2 separate regions of the Canis lupus genome follow, and region 1 is linked to region 2. A link is a contact called in public Hi-C data. All regions are on one chromosome and are shown on one strand. The core of a region is the stretch at or near the end of the contact, and the rest is flanking DNA. Distances in the headings are between cores, read along the strand shown.

Region 1 (6,237 bases), core at 1,271-3,770, 150 kb after region 2:
ATGGAGTTGGTAGTTTACTCTGCAGTTCCCCTGAGGAGTACTAAGTTCCAGAAGTTCTGGGAAATCCCTCATTGTTGAGAGGCTAAAATGAAGGGTGGGGTGGGGGTGGTCCTGTTTAGCACTTTGAGATACATAGGCCCCTAGATGAAATACGTAGAATGTGATGCAGTGCAAGAGTCGTGTTTAATGACTAAGAAACTAGCAGACATTTGCACTTCTCTATCCTTTTCCCACTCACCATCACATTGGCTGATCTATTTCTTTATAAAAACATTTGTTACACCCATCACAGGTGATGCCTGATGCAGGATTACAGATGTAAATAATTGGATGAGAATCCTGTCTTCAAGAGCTCCTAGTCTAAGAGATAGGATGACATGTAAAGGTAGAGACCTATAATATAAGGCACTGTCGGCTCAGGACAATGAAAGAGGACATATAAGATGCTGTGAGAGCTCAAAGAAGAGAAGTCATTTTGGAGTTGTGGACAGAGTAGTGATTGTGGAAGTCTTCCTGTAGGAGGCAGCATTAATGAGAACTACTATGTCAAGAAGTATTTATGGAGTAGCTACTGAGTATCCTGTCCTGGACTTGGCAGATAGGAGGGTAAGTTTGGGATGTGTTAAGAAAGGAGAAAAATCACTCATTTGGTGATTCTATCATCAAACCATGCAGTGACATTGGGAACCAAACCATCAACATGATAGATGTTCCCTCAGGAACTTAAAATTAGTAGGAAAGACACAGGAAAAAAAAAAGATTACTGACAGGTGATATACAGAAACAAAGAGTGCCAAGATGTTGATAGGATGAGCCAATCTTACCTGGGTGATCAGTGAAGACCTCTCTGAAGATGGAAGGTTTAAGCTGAAGCCTAAAGGACAAGAAGGAGCCAGCCATAGAAAAAGTGAGAGGAAAGGGAACAGTACGTGCAAATCTTTGGTATACTTGAAGCATTTCAAGAAGCCAGGTGTGACTGGACCACAGCAAGCCAGAGGAAGAGTGATAGATGAGATTGGTGGAGCAGTCAGGAACCAGTCCAGGAAGGCTTTGGGAAAGTTAGACTTTATATCCAAGTACAGTGGGAAGCCACTAGGATTTGGAACAGAGGAGACACAATCATCTGGAAAACAGATGTCCACTGCGTGGTGGGATTTGGGGGGTGGCGGTGAAGGGTGGAAGGGGCAAGAAGAGATACAAGAGCAGTGGCAGGGAGTGCAAAGTGCAGGGACCAGTAGGTGTGATGGGAGCCACTGAAGACCATCTGAGCCACTTCCCAAGCCCAGCTGAGTGAAATCCAGGACCAGCTTCTGAGCAGAGAAGAGGTGTTATAGCTGGGTTTTAGGAAAAGCCTTCTGGGAGATAAAGAATGTTTACTTTTAGCATTTAAAAATTGCTGTAGGGGCAGCCCAGGTGGCTCAGCGGTTTAGCGCTACCTTCAGCCCAGGGCCTGATCCTTGAGATCCGGAATCAAGTTCCGCGTCAGGCTCCCTGCATGGAGCCTGCTTCTCCCTCTGCCTGTCTCTGCCCTCCCCACCCCCCGCCCCTCTCTCTCTCTCTGTGTCTCTCATAAATAAATAAATAAAATCTTAAAAAAATAAAAAAAAAATAAAATTGCTGTAGTAGCCAATAAAGGATGAACTGAAGGCTTAGGGACAGGGTGGAGGTGTTGGAGGAGCTGTGGGAAGAAAGTCCAGAGAGGGAAACAGTGTGGGGTCAAGGAGGAATCCAACAGGGCTGTAGTATCTTTGGCAGGAGATATTTCCAGCTCATTCATGCTAGGGTCTCTCTGAAAGGGTGAGACCCCTGGGAATAAGGGGAAGAGTGAAGAGTGGCTGATAATTTTTATCAGACCAAGGCTTGGACAAGTCTCTTCATGTCTCTGAGCCTCACTTTCCCCATGGATCTCTGAGGTGAATTGAGTAAGGGAGAATGGCCAGAGGCTAGACTCATTAGTTAAGGCCCCAAACTGGGATATTTCTGTTCTCTGCCTGAACAGCCAGGTGGTGGTAAGGGCCGCTGTGTACTCAGGGAAGGCTGTGTCAGCTGGTGGGTTCTGTGGCTTGTAGAGGAGCCCAGGGGAGGGCAAGGCCCCCAGGCTTGAAATGAAAGGTGACTCAAGACTGGTTTCAAAAAAAAAAAGGGGGGGGGGAGTGGTTTCAGGGAACATCTGGTTGAGCATCTGCCTTTGGCTCAGGGTGTGAAGGGAGGGTCCTGGGATTGAGTCCAGCATCCGGCTCTCCAGAGGGAGCCTGCTTCTCCCTCTGCCTGTGTCTCTGCCTCTATGTGTCTCTCGTGAATCAAATAAAATCTTAAAAAAAAAAAAAAAAAAGACTGGTTGCAGCCCACTTTCCCAATTGCCCAGTTCTTGACAGCCCTCAAAACCCCTGGTTACTGCCGCTACCCTGTGAGGTCTGTGAGCGGCTGGGATTGTAATCTCCATCTCACAGCCGGGAAACAGGCTCAGACAGGCGAGGCAATCAATATCTGCGTAAACCATAGGCAACACCCTAGTGTCAGCGCGGGTGGACTGGTGGACTGGAGCTAGATGCCAGGGTGAGAACTACAACTACCAGAATGCCATTCGGAGAGGGGGCAGGAACCGGAAGTGAGGCCGGAGGCGGGGCTTGACGTGCGCCGCGGAGGCTGCGTGAGGTGAGGGGTTCAGGTACGCCAGGGGCTCGTTGCGGGGCGGGCCTGGGGCTGGAGGGGTCTGGTTTGGGACTGCCACCTCGTGCGTGGGCGGCACAGTCACCGGGAAGGTCCTCTCGACAGTCTTGTGGCCTCGTGTCCTCCACCTTCTTGGTGCTTTCCCTTGCCGCCTCCCCTCACACTAGCAGCCTGTAGGAGAGGCGGGGCCCACAGGTGGGGTACTCTCGGGTCGGGGGTCTGGGTGCTCTAGTGCTGAAGGTGCCAGAGGACTGGAGCCAGCTTCCGTGAACTAAATTTTAGAAAATGAGAAAAGCGTGCAAACAGAGGCTGGCCCATCACTTAGCGTCCAGGGATATGCTCATCAGGTGGGACTTGGGTGAGGAAAGATCTGAGGCCAACTCAGAGATGGGGAGTGGGGTGGGGAATTGATCAAGTCAGCAAGTATTTATTGAGCGTCTGTTATGTACCAAGCCTTTTTGTAGGCATACAGGGTAGTGGACAAGGCAAACAGAACATCTGCTTACATGATAGACATGGAGAAATTCAGATAAAAAGTAAGTAAAACATGTCAGATAATGAAAATCAGAATAAAATGAGGCAGGTAGTCATATAGTTATCTAGGGGAAGAGCACTGGAGGTAGAAATGAGAGCAAGTGCACAGCCCTGAGGTGAGACTATCCTTGGTATGTTAGGAGCAGCAATTAGACCAGAAAGTGCAGAGGACACTTGATTGGGGGCGGGGGGGGGGGGGGGGGGGGGGGAGGCAGACCTTAATGATCAGTATAGGCCATTGTAAGGATTTCAGTTATGTATATAAGTGAAATGGAAAACACTGCATAATTGTGAGCAGAAGGGTAACATAATTATCAAACATTTAAGATGATGCTTTTCATTCTGCAAGGCTCAGTACTGGTCACTGAGTGTGTGCACCTGAATTCTTTATCGTCTCTTCCCTGGAAGAGCTTATAATGTAGTGGGGAAACAGACCATCCATGATGCAAGGCTGAGTCAGATAATTGGAGCCCTGTGAAGGCAGAATGGACATCATTCTCAAATCCTCAGCATGCACTGTTATGTTGGGTGCTTATTAACTGTTACAGGATTAGTAACTAATTGAGAAACTCCAATACTCAGTACTGGACTGTAACAGAGGCTCAGAAAACATCTTTTTTCTTTTTTGTAAGATTTATTTATTTGTTTTAGAGAAAGAAAGAGCGAGAGCATGGGAGAGGGGCAGAGGAAGAGAATCTCCAGTAGACTCCAAGTGGAATGCCACGCCTGACACGGGGCCCAATCCCATGACCCTAAGACCATGACCTGAGCTGAAATCAAGAGTCGGATGCTCAACCGACTGATTCCCCCAGGCGACGCCAGAAAACACCTTTTTTTTTTTTTTTTAAAAGATTGTATTTATTTATTCATGAGGGACAGAGACATAGGCAGGGGGGGAAGCAGGCTCCTCGCAGGGAGGCCTATGCAGGACTCAATCCGGGACCCCAGGATCACGCCCTGAGCCAAAGACAGACGTTCAACCACTGAGCTGCCCAGGTGACCCCAGAAAACACTTTTTAATGAAAAAATGAAATGCTAAAACTGGCCATAGATAACATCTCACACAGATGATATCTGTGATGTCCAATTTCACATTTGTTTTCTGAGGATCAATAGGTAGCAAGCTTCTAGTTAATATTTACTGAGCTTCCATTTTGTGCCAGACCTTGTGCTGGCCTCTAAAGATACAAAGATGAAGAAGATGTGGTCCCTGCCCAATCTGCTATATTGCAGACTCTTCCGGTAGTGATTGGAATTGCCTTCATTGGATTTTCTTTTCTTTTTTTTTTTTTTTTAAAGATTTTATTTATTTATTCATGATAGTCACAGAGAGAGAGAGAGAGAGAGAGAGGCAGAGACACAGGCAGAGGGAGAAGCAGGCTCCATGCAGGGAGCCCGACGTGGGATTCGATCCTGGGTCTCCAGGATCGCGCCCTGGGCCAAAGGCAGGCGCCAAACCGCTGCGCCACCCAGGGATCCCTGGATTTTCAATATTGCTGTATCCCAGTTTCCTGAGAAACATCCTTAGGGACTATAGGAAGTTGAAGAGGTCTGAGATACAAGGAGGGGAATAGGAAGGAGGAAATGGGGATGGTAATGGTAAAATGCAGTTTCGTTTAACAACATTTATTCAAACACTGCTGTTTGCAAGGTTCTGTACTGTGAGTTGTTAGTGTTTATGTAAATATAAGTACACAGTCCCTCCTGCAAAGGAATTCAGTTTGGTGGGAGAGAAAACATGAGCATAGACTTTCCAGTTTTCTAAACAACAGTGGAAAACTCTACAGCCCCTCCAGCTACTCCAACACGGCTCTCTTTTCTCCTTCCAAGCCAGACTTTTTGAATGAGCTATCTACATCCATTGCCTACCAGCCATTCCCCAAAAGGCTCTGGCAAAGAGGAGGAGCTCAATGAATATTTATTGACTGAATGAATGGATAAACAGATAAAGATACAAGATGCTGTGGAGTTCAGAGAAGGGAAAGCACTTGGCTGTTAACAAACTGGCATTCATTTAACAAATTGATGTGTTTTCTCACCTTGATAACAATGAGGTTGTTAGGTATTGGACCAGTTTATCCTAAAGTTTTCATTTGTCATTTTTTTGAATGCCTAAATGTAGAATGCAGATGATGACTCTGATGATTTGTCCAAATAAGATTTGTCCAGTCATCTAAAGGAATGGTCATAACAGGTCTGGCTGTCTTTTCTTAAAAAAGGTATTTATAATCAACATCGCTGTTCATATGTGAACACTGCAGCACTTTGGAAATGTCTAAGAATACTTGGTATTTTCCACATTTCTCTAGAAATAATATGCAGTACTAAATGTTATGTATGCCATAAATTCATAGTGATGCAGTCAATGGTATAACTAAATACATTAAAATTTGTACTGAGTATTAAAGGATTTCTAAGCAAAAGTAAACGTTAGCTTATACAAGAAAATGAACGCAAATTTCTAATCTTTAGTTTTGAAAATCTAGAATGTAATTTACTTGGCCATCTTCAGGAATATATCTGGTGGTCATATGTTGTTCACATGATATGTGATGAAAACCCAAAACTTCTCAGAAGCTTACCTTTTTAGAAAAACTAATAGAATAACACCAATTGGGGTTTGAACAGCCTGTATTTCATGTATAGTTGTTCCATGTCAGGTAAATGAATGTGTAGTTCTTGCACCAGTCCTGGCATGTAGTGTTATCCCATCTCATAGAATCGGTGACAAAGAGTTAAGTGTTTTAGCTATTACCCCACTACTCACATGTAGGAAGCTGAGAAGCATGGCTAAATCCTAAGACTGCTGTTTCCACTACAATAACTTGTGATGTCTAAATGAAAAACAAAACTAATATTTGGCCTGATTTTGAGCATTTGATGGAGTACAAGAAAAAATGAGCTCTACACTAGAAATGATTGCTAGGAACAGGAACTGCAGTCAAAACATTAGAGAACAGGGGCATCTAGATGACTGTCGGTGAAGTGTCCAAGTCTGGTTTTGGTTCAGGTCATGATCTCAGGGTGGTGAGA
Region 2 (6,044 bases), core at 1,162-3,661:
TGTCACAGTGATTCAATTTCTTATATATTATGAAATGATCCCCACAATAAGTCTAGTTATCACATAAAGTTACTACAGTATTGTCTATGTTATCTCTATACCGTACACCAGTGACTTGTTTTTTTGTAACTTTAAGTCTATAGCTTTTAAGCTCCTTCCCCTATTTTGTCTATCTCCCACTCTACTCCCTACTGGCAATCACCAGTCTGTTGTCTGTGTTTATCAGTCTGTTTCTGAAGATTCCACATATAAGTGGAATCATATGATATTTATCTTTCTCTGACTTATTTTACACAGCATGATAGCCTATAGGTCCATCCATGTTGTTGCAAATGGGAAGATTTTTATATCTAAGTAATATTCCTCTGTATATACACACCACATCTTCTTTGTCCGTTTATGGATAGACCCTTAGGTTGAACTGCACACTTTAAATGGGTCAACTGTATACCCATTATATCTTCTTTTAAAAAGCGGTAAGTTGGCTCAGCAGTTTAGCGCTGCCTTCAGTCCAGGGTTTGATCCTGGAAACCCAGGATCAAGTCCCACGTCATGCTCCCTGCATGGAGCCTGCTTCTCCCTCTGCCTGTGTCTCTGCCTCTCTCTCTCTCTGTGTGTCTCTCATGAATAAATAAATAAAATATTTTATTTTTTTAAATTTTATTTACTTATGATAGTCACACACACACAGAGAGAGAGAGAGAGAGAGAGAGGCAGAGACATAGGCAGAGGGAGAAGCAGGCTCCATGCAACGGGAGCCCGACGTGGGATTCGATCCCGGGTCTCCAGGATCGCGCCCTGGGCCAAAGGCAGGCGCTAAACCGCTGCGCCACCCAGGGATCCCCAATATTTTAAAAAATAAAATAAAAAGTGGTAATGTGAAACAGTATTCTCTATTTTTTTTTCTAAGAAAACTAATTCATATCAGATACAAAGGTCACTGAAAAGAAGCAAATGTTTTACTGGCAGCTAAGTCAACAAAAAAGGTAAGAAGAGAAAAATAAGTTGGGAGTTGCAAAAAAAAAAAAAAAAAGCTGAAGATTTGGGTTTCTGTTCAGCAGGGCTCCCTCTCCTGGGGAAACAAGGTAATACCATAGTCAGTGATGGGGTACCAAGCTTCAGTGAGCTCTGGCCTAGGCCCAACAGGAGCCTTCTACAGGATGACCTCGGTATGGCCTTTATTTATTTGAATCACTTCTGCCTCTCCACCAGACATATTCGCAAAACACAACAAGGTGCAATGAAAAGAAAGGTGAAGTGAGAATTGGGGGGTGGGGTGCAAATCACTTCTGAGATTCCTATCAGCAAAGCTAGAGACGTGACCTACAGAGGTGCACCCAGCTCTAATATCTAGTGTGCCTTTAGCGCTGACATTTTGTGTTAAGACCCTCTGAAAGGTGAGTTCTCATTTGCAAGCGGGATATACAGCACCTTAAGCCTCGTCTCCCCTCAAAGCACTACTGTCAAGACCAGACAACGCAAAAATATGCTTCGGCCAAACGTAAATTCAAATAAACCTTCAGGTATTATTATTATTAACCATATAGACTCATACCCTTTCCTTCTCATTTCTTCCAAAAAAAAAAAAAGAAAGAAAGAAAAAAAGCAATTATTTACCTCACCCTCTGTACAAATAAGCAATATTTTTTTTTGTATCTCAGAGGTCAGCACTGAAGGAAGGAAACGTGGTATTAAGAACTGTGGATTCTAGAGCAAGATCGTTCACTGGATCTCTGAGTGACCTTGAGCCAGCCATTTCTCCATTCGAGCTCCCCGTTTCTGTCGGCAAAACGGGAGCTGCTGCGAGGCGGAGGTAGTAACCCTCGAGGCTCTTTCCATTCAAACGCTCTTAAGGCAGGGCGAGGCGGGACTACCCTCGCAGCCCGAGCCGCCGCAGGCACTTCTGTACCCGGACCCCGACCCGCAGACCCCCAGCTGCGCCTGCGCCCGCTCTCCTCGACACACATGTCCTACCCCCCCCGCGACCGCTCAGCTCGCGGGCCGCCACAGAACCCCAGGACCAGAGTCGGGCGGGCCAAGTCCGCGAGCTCCCCGCGGGTCTCGCGGCCGCAGCCCGGGAAGGACACTCACTGACTCGCAGCAGGGCCACGTAGATAAGAAAGTTCCGTATGGACGAGATCACATCCTCGCGCATCTTCCGTTTCATCTCCTCCGGGTCCAGCTTCGGCGCAAGGCCCTCGATGCGGAACATCACGGCTCTGCTTCTCAGCCTTGCGGCGGCCACGCTCTGCTCTCCTCAGAGGCTGCCGGGCGCCCGGAACTCGGCCCCACCCCATTTCCTGTTCCCGCCCCTCGTGTTCGCGCGCGGCGACGGGGGCCTGCGAGGGACAATCCTCTTCCTGCCTGAGAGGTTCTGCAGGGAGCTGCCTGAAGAGGGCGGTCGTAGTCTCTCAGTCACGCGCGACGCCGGGTCCTCCGGGCTGTGCAGTAACCTGTGTCCTGAGCCGGGCGCTGTACGCCGCAGAGTGCTTTTACACCTCCGAGCGGGCGGTGCCCGAAGACACCGCCGTACTTCATAATAGCTACGGTTCTACGCCGTGAGTTAGGTATCAAAACCTCCATTTCCTGGGTGAGAAAATTGAAGCACAGACAGCTTTAAAACAACTTGCCCAAATATACTTTAAAATACCTTGGCGGGGGGGGGGGGGGGGAGTGTTGAGGAAGGGAGAGGAAAGGATATTAGAAAAATGTTGAAAATTGGGATCCCTGGGTGGCGCAGCGGTTTGGCGCCTGCCTTTGGCCCAGGGCGCGATCCTGGAGACCCCGGATCGAATCCCACGTCAGGCTCCCGGTGCATGGAGCCTGCTTCTCCCTCTGCCTATGTCTCTGCCTCTCTCTTTCTCTCTCTGTGTGACTATCATAAATAAATAAAAATTAAAAAAAAAAAAGAAAAATGTTGAAAATCAATTAGAATGATTAACATAGCATTTTAATTAGTCTATTTTGAGCATGTTTGAAAAATTTCCTGAGAAGTTAAAACAAAAGATGAAGATGATGAAACTTGCTTTACATTACACAGCTAGTAAATGCAATAGGTTTTTAAAAATGTTATTGTCAGCCTCATTTTATTATATATAGAAATTTGTTTGTTTATTTAAAGTAAGCCCTATGCCCCAGCTGGGGCTTGAACTCAGGACCCTGAGATCAAAAGTCCCATGCTATACTGACAGAGCCAGCTAGGCACCCCTGCAGTAGGGTTTTATATTTACGTTTGTAGGACTCAGACATAAAAGTTTTTAACTCCATATTATCGTTATATTCTCATTTCTGGTGTTAATTGTTCCTGATAGATTATCATATTGGCCCAGTAATACAGTATATATAAAACAAGTTCAGGTCCTTTCAACATTTCACAGACGAGGAGGGGGAGCTGAGAAACCAAGTGCACTGCTTAGAGTCATTCTGCTAGTGATGGGTAGTGATGGGTTTTTTTTGAGATTTTATCCATTTATTTGTGAAAGACAGAGAGAGAGAGAGAGAGAGAGAGAGGCAGAGACATAGGCAGAGGGAGAGGCGGGCTCCCTATGGGGAGCTGGATGTGAGACTCCATCCCAGGCCCCAGGGATCATGACCTGAGCCAAAGGCAGAAGCTCAACCACTGAGCCACCCAGGTGCCCAGGGGCAGGGTTCTAATGCAGATAATTATAATGTCAAGTTGCACTCTCTTTCCCCTGCACCCCACTGCTCCTCTCTTAATCTTTAACCAGTAGTGCCTGCCTGGATAGCCAAGACTGGAGTCAGGAGGTAGAGGTTTAGTGCAATCAGATTCCCTGTCACAGAGTCATCAAAAGAGTGCAGCCCCCAATTTTGCAGGCCAACTAGCCATATATAATTTTTAAAAGATTATTTATTTATTCATTCATGGGAGACACAGAGAGAGAGAGAGGCAGAGACAGGCAGAGGGAGAAACAGGCTCCCTGCAGGGTGCTCGATCAGGACTTGATCCCAGAACCCCAGGATCATGACCTGAGCCAAAGGTGTCTAGACGCTTAACCGCTGAGCCACCCAAGTGCCCAGCCATTTATAATTTTTAGACACAAACCAGATGATTGAATTGCTCACATAATTCAAAACCAGAATATATCTGGGATGCTTGAGTGGCTCAGTCTGTCAAGCGTCCAACTGTTGATTTCAACTCAGATCATGATTTCAGGGTTGTGAGATTGAGCCCCACCTTGAGCTCTGAGCTGGGCATGGAGCCTGCTTGGGATTCTCACTCTCCCTCCCTCCGCCAGCTGCCCTCTCTAAAAAACAAACAAACAAACAAACAAAAAGAGAATGTGCCTTCCTGACTGCACATTGCACAACATTGGTTTTGGATAAATTAGAACATTAATTTACTGCAGTAACTGGTAACTAAAGCAATGCTGCCCACTTTCCTGATTGATAGAATGTAAGACATTGGGGCAAGAAAGAGAACTCCTCTACATATTCGGGCTTTAGTAACCTCTCCTATCCCTAACTCATGTAGGGGAATAGCAGAGGCAGCTCTGGAATGGAAGGGGCTGCTCCCAAGGAGCAGCCACTATCCAACACTTTGAGAGTGTATAGAAAGCCTGCACTGACCCTGGAAAGCAGCAGGGGCTGTGGAAAGAAACTGGACAGGAAGACTGGAGATACAGCCTCTAGATTTGGCACTGCCACCATCAAGCCATGTGATGAGGGACAAGTCTCTGTTTCAATGCAATTCCATTTCTTTAGTTGTAAAAGGAGAAGATATGATTAAATGCTCTTGAGAGTCCTGTTCAGTTCTAACAATCTAAGCATTTTTATTTCTAATTGCATCATCTAGGGCATTCTGGTCTGGAGTGTATGGGAATCAAAATATTATCAAATGTGGTCTGGCATCAAGGCAGCCAGGAAGAAGAATGCAGTAGGAAGAATGTAACAAGAAGGCATATCTCATCCATCTAAATAGTGAGGCAAAATGAGTTGGCAAAATGAGTTGGCAAATCTTTCTGCTGGTGATGGGCAGACCTCATTCCTCAAGGAATGAGGACCAGTAACTGAGGTCCCTGATGCTGACTGAGTTTAGTTACACAGTTCTCATATAGAACTACCATTTTTTTTCTTTACTGAGATGTTTTTGAGTAACTTGCCTGGGTTCACAGGGATTCAAAGAGGGGAGAAATTAGCAAAAAGTCATGTATCTTGGTAAAAAGATCCACTTTTTAGCGTTTGAATTTTATTCATCCAATGCTATATGAAGCAGCACTTATTGACTGGACTGGTGATGTGGCAAATAGCTGACCTGTTAAAGGGCAACATTATTCTCATAACAATTCTCTTAGAGAGGTATGTGGTGCTTGGCAGCCTACCTGTAGGGAGACAGGAAGGTAGTGGAAAGAAATAAGGAGCAGTCGGTCTTGAGGTGAGGAACTGGTTCTGGATACAGTTTAGGAGGGTGAACTGTTTCAAAAATGCCTGAACTCTGTCTTCCCCTTGCATGGCTCCTCCACTTGGAATGAAGAAAACTCATTAAAAGAGCTTAGGCTCCTCTTTTTTTGGGGAGGGGGGGGCACCCCTCCTTTTTTGGCCTGTGGGTGGCGGTATAGTCCACTGACCATTGGTTTACATGAGACAAATGGAGAGGACACAGGAGGAAGTTCGCATCGCATCGGAGTGGGCTATGCCACAGCTTGGACTCTTCATTTTTTTTCCCACATTGGAATGATGAGGGGGTTGGGCCTAATCTTTAATATCACTTGCAGCTCAAAAATGCTGAAATTATGTTCATCTTTCCTGTTCTTCCTTCATAATCTTGCTGAAAGGCTAAAAGCAAAGGATTCCCTATGATTTTGTTACGAAAGGTAAAAATGAAAACTATGCACACATAATTTCATATTGATACTTCTAGTCTGATCATAGAGGAAATGTTAGCTGATGTCATAGCCTATCTTCTTTTCCATTTTGATCACAAGAGGGATTTAGGAGCTATTTCCTTTGCCTCGACTTCCCAGACACACAATTGTTTGGTGTATCCAATTTACCCGTAAGAAAATTAAGCATTTCAATTCCATCAT

Evidence for each region. Hi-C and Micro-C count contacts between places; a contact is called where the count stands out from the background.
Region 1: a Hi-C map of blood shows a contact between it and region 2, with 2.7 times the contacts expected there. The contact joins the promoter of TRMT10B here to the promoter of FRMPD1 in region 2. A contact is called at or near these places in 3 of 9 Hi-C or Micro-C datasets (amygdala and blood).

What each region holds. Positions count from the first base shown.
Region 1 is chr11:54,386,898-54,393,134 of UU_Cfam_GSD_1.0, forward strand. TRMT10B (tRNA methyltransferase 10 homolog B) reads left to right here and starts at 2,521. Exons shown (of 9, transcript XM_038552870.1): 1 at 2,521-2,668.
Region 2 is chr11:54,232,424-54,238,467 of UU_Cfam_GSD_1.0, forward strand. FRMPD1 (FERM and PDZ domain-containing protein 1) reads left to right here and starts at 2,412. Exons shown (of 22, transcript XM_038552855.1): 1 at 2,412-2,567. It overlaps TOMM5 (mitochondrial import receptor subunit TOM5 homolog), which reads right to left and starts at 2,293. Exons shown (of 2, transcript XM_038552875.1): 1 at 2,092-2,293. The coding sequence starts at 2,212.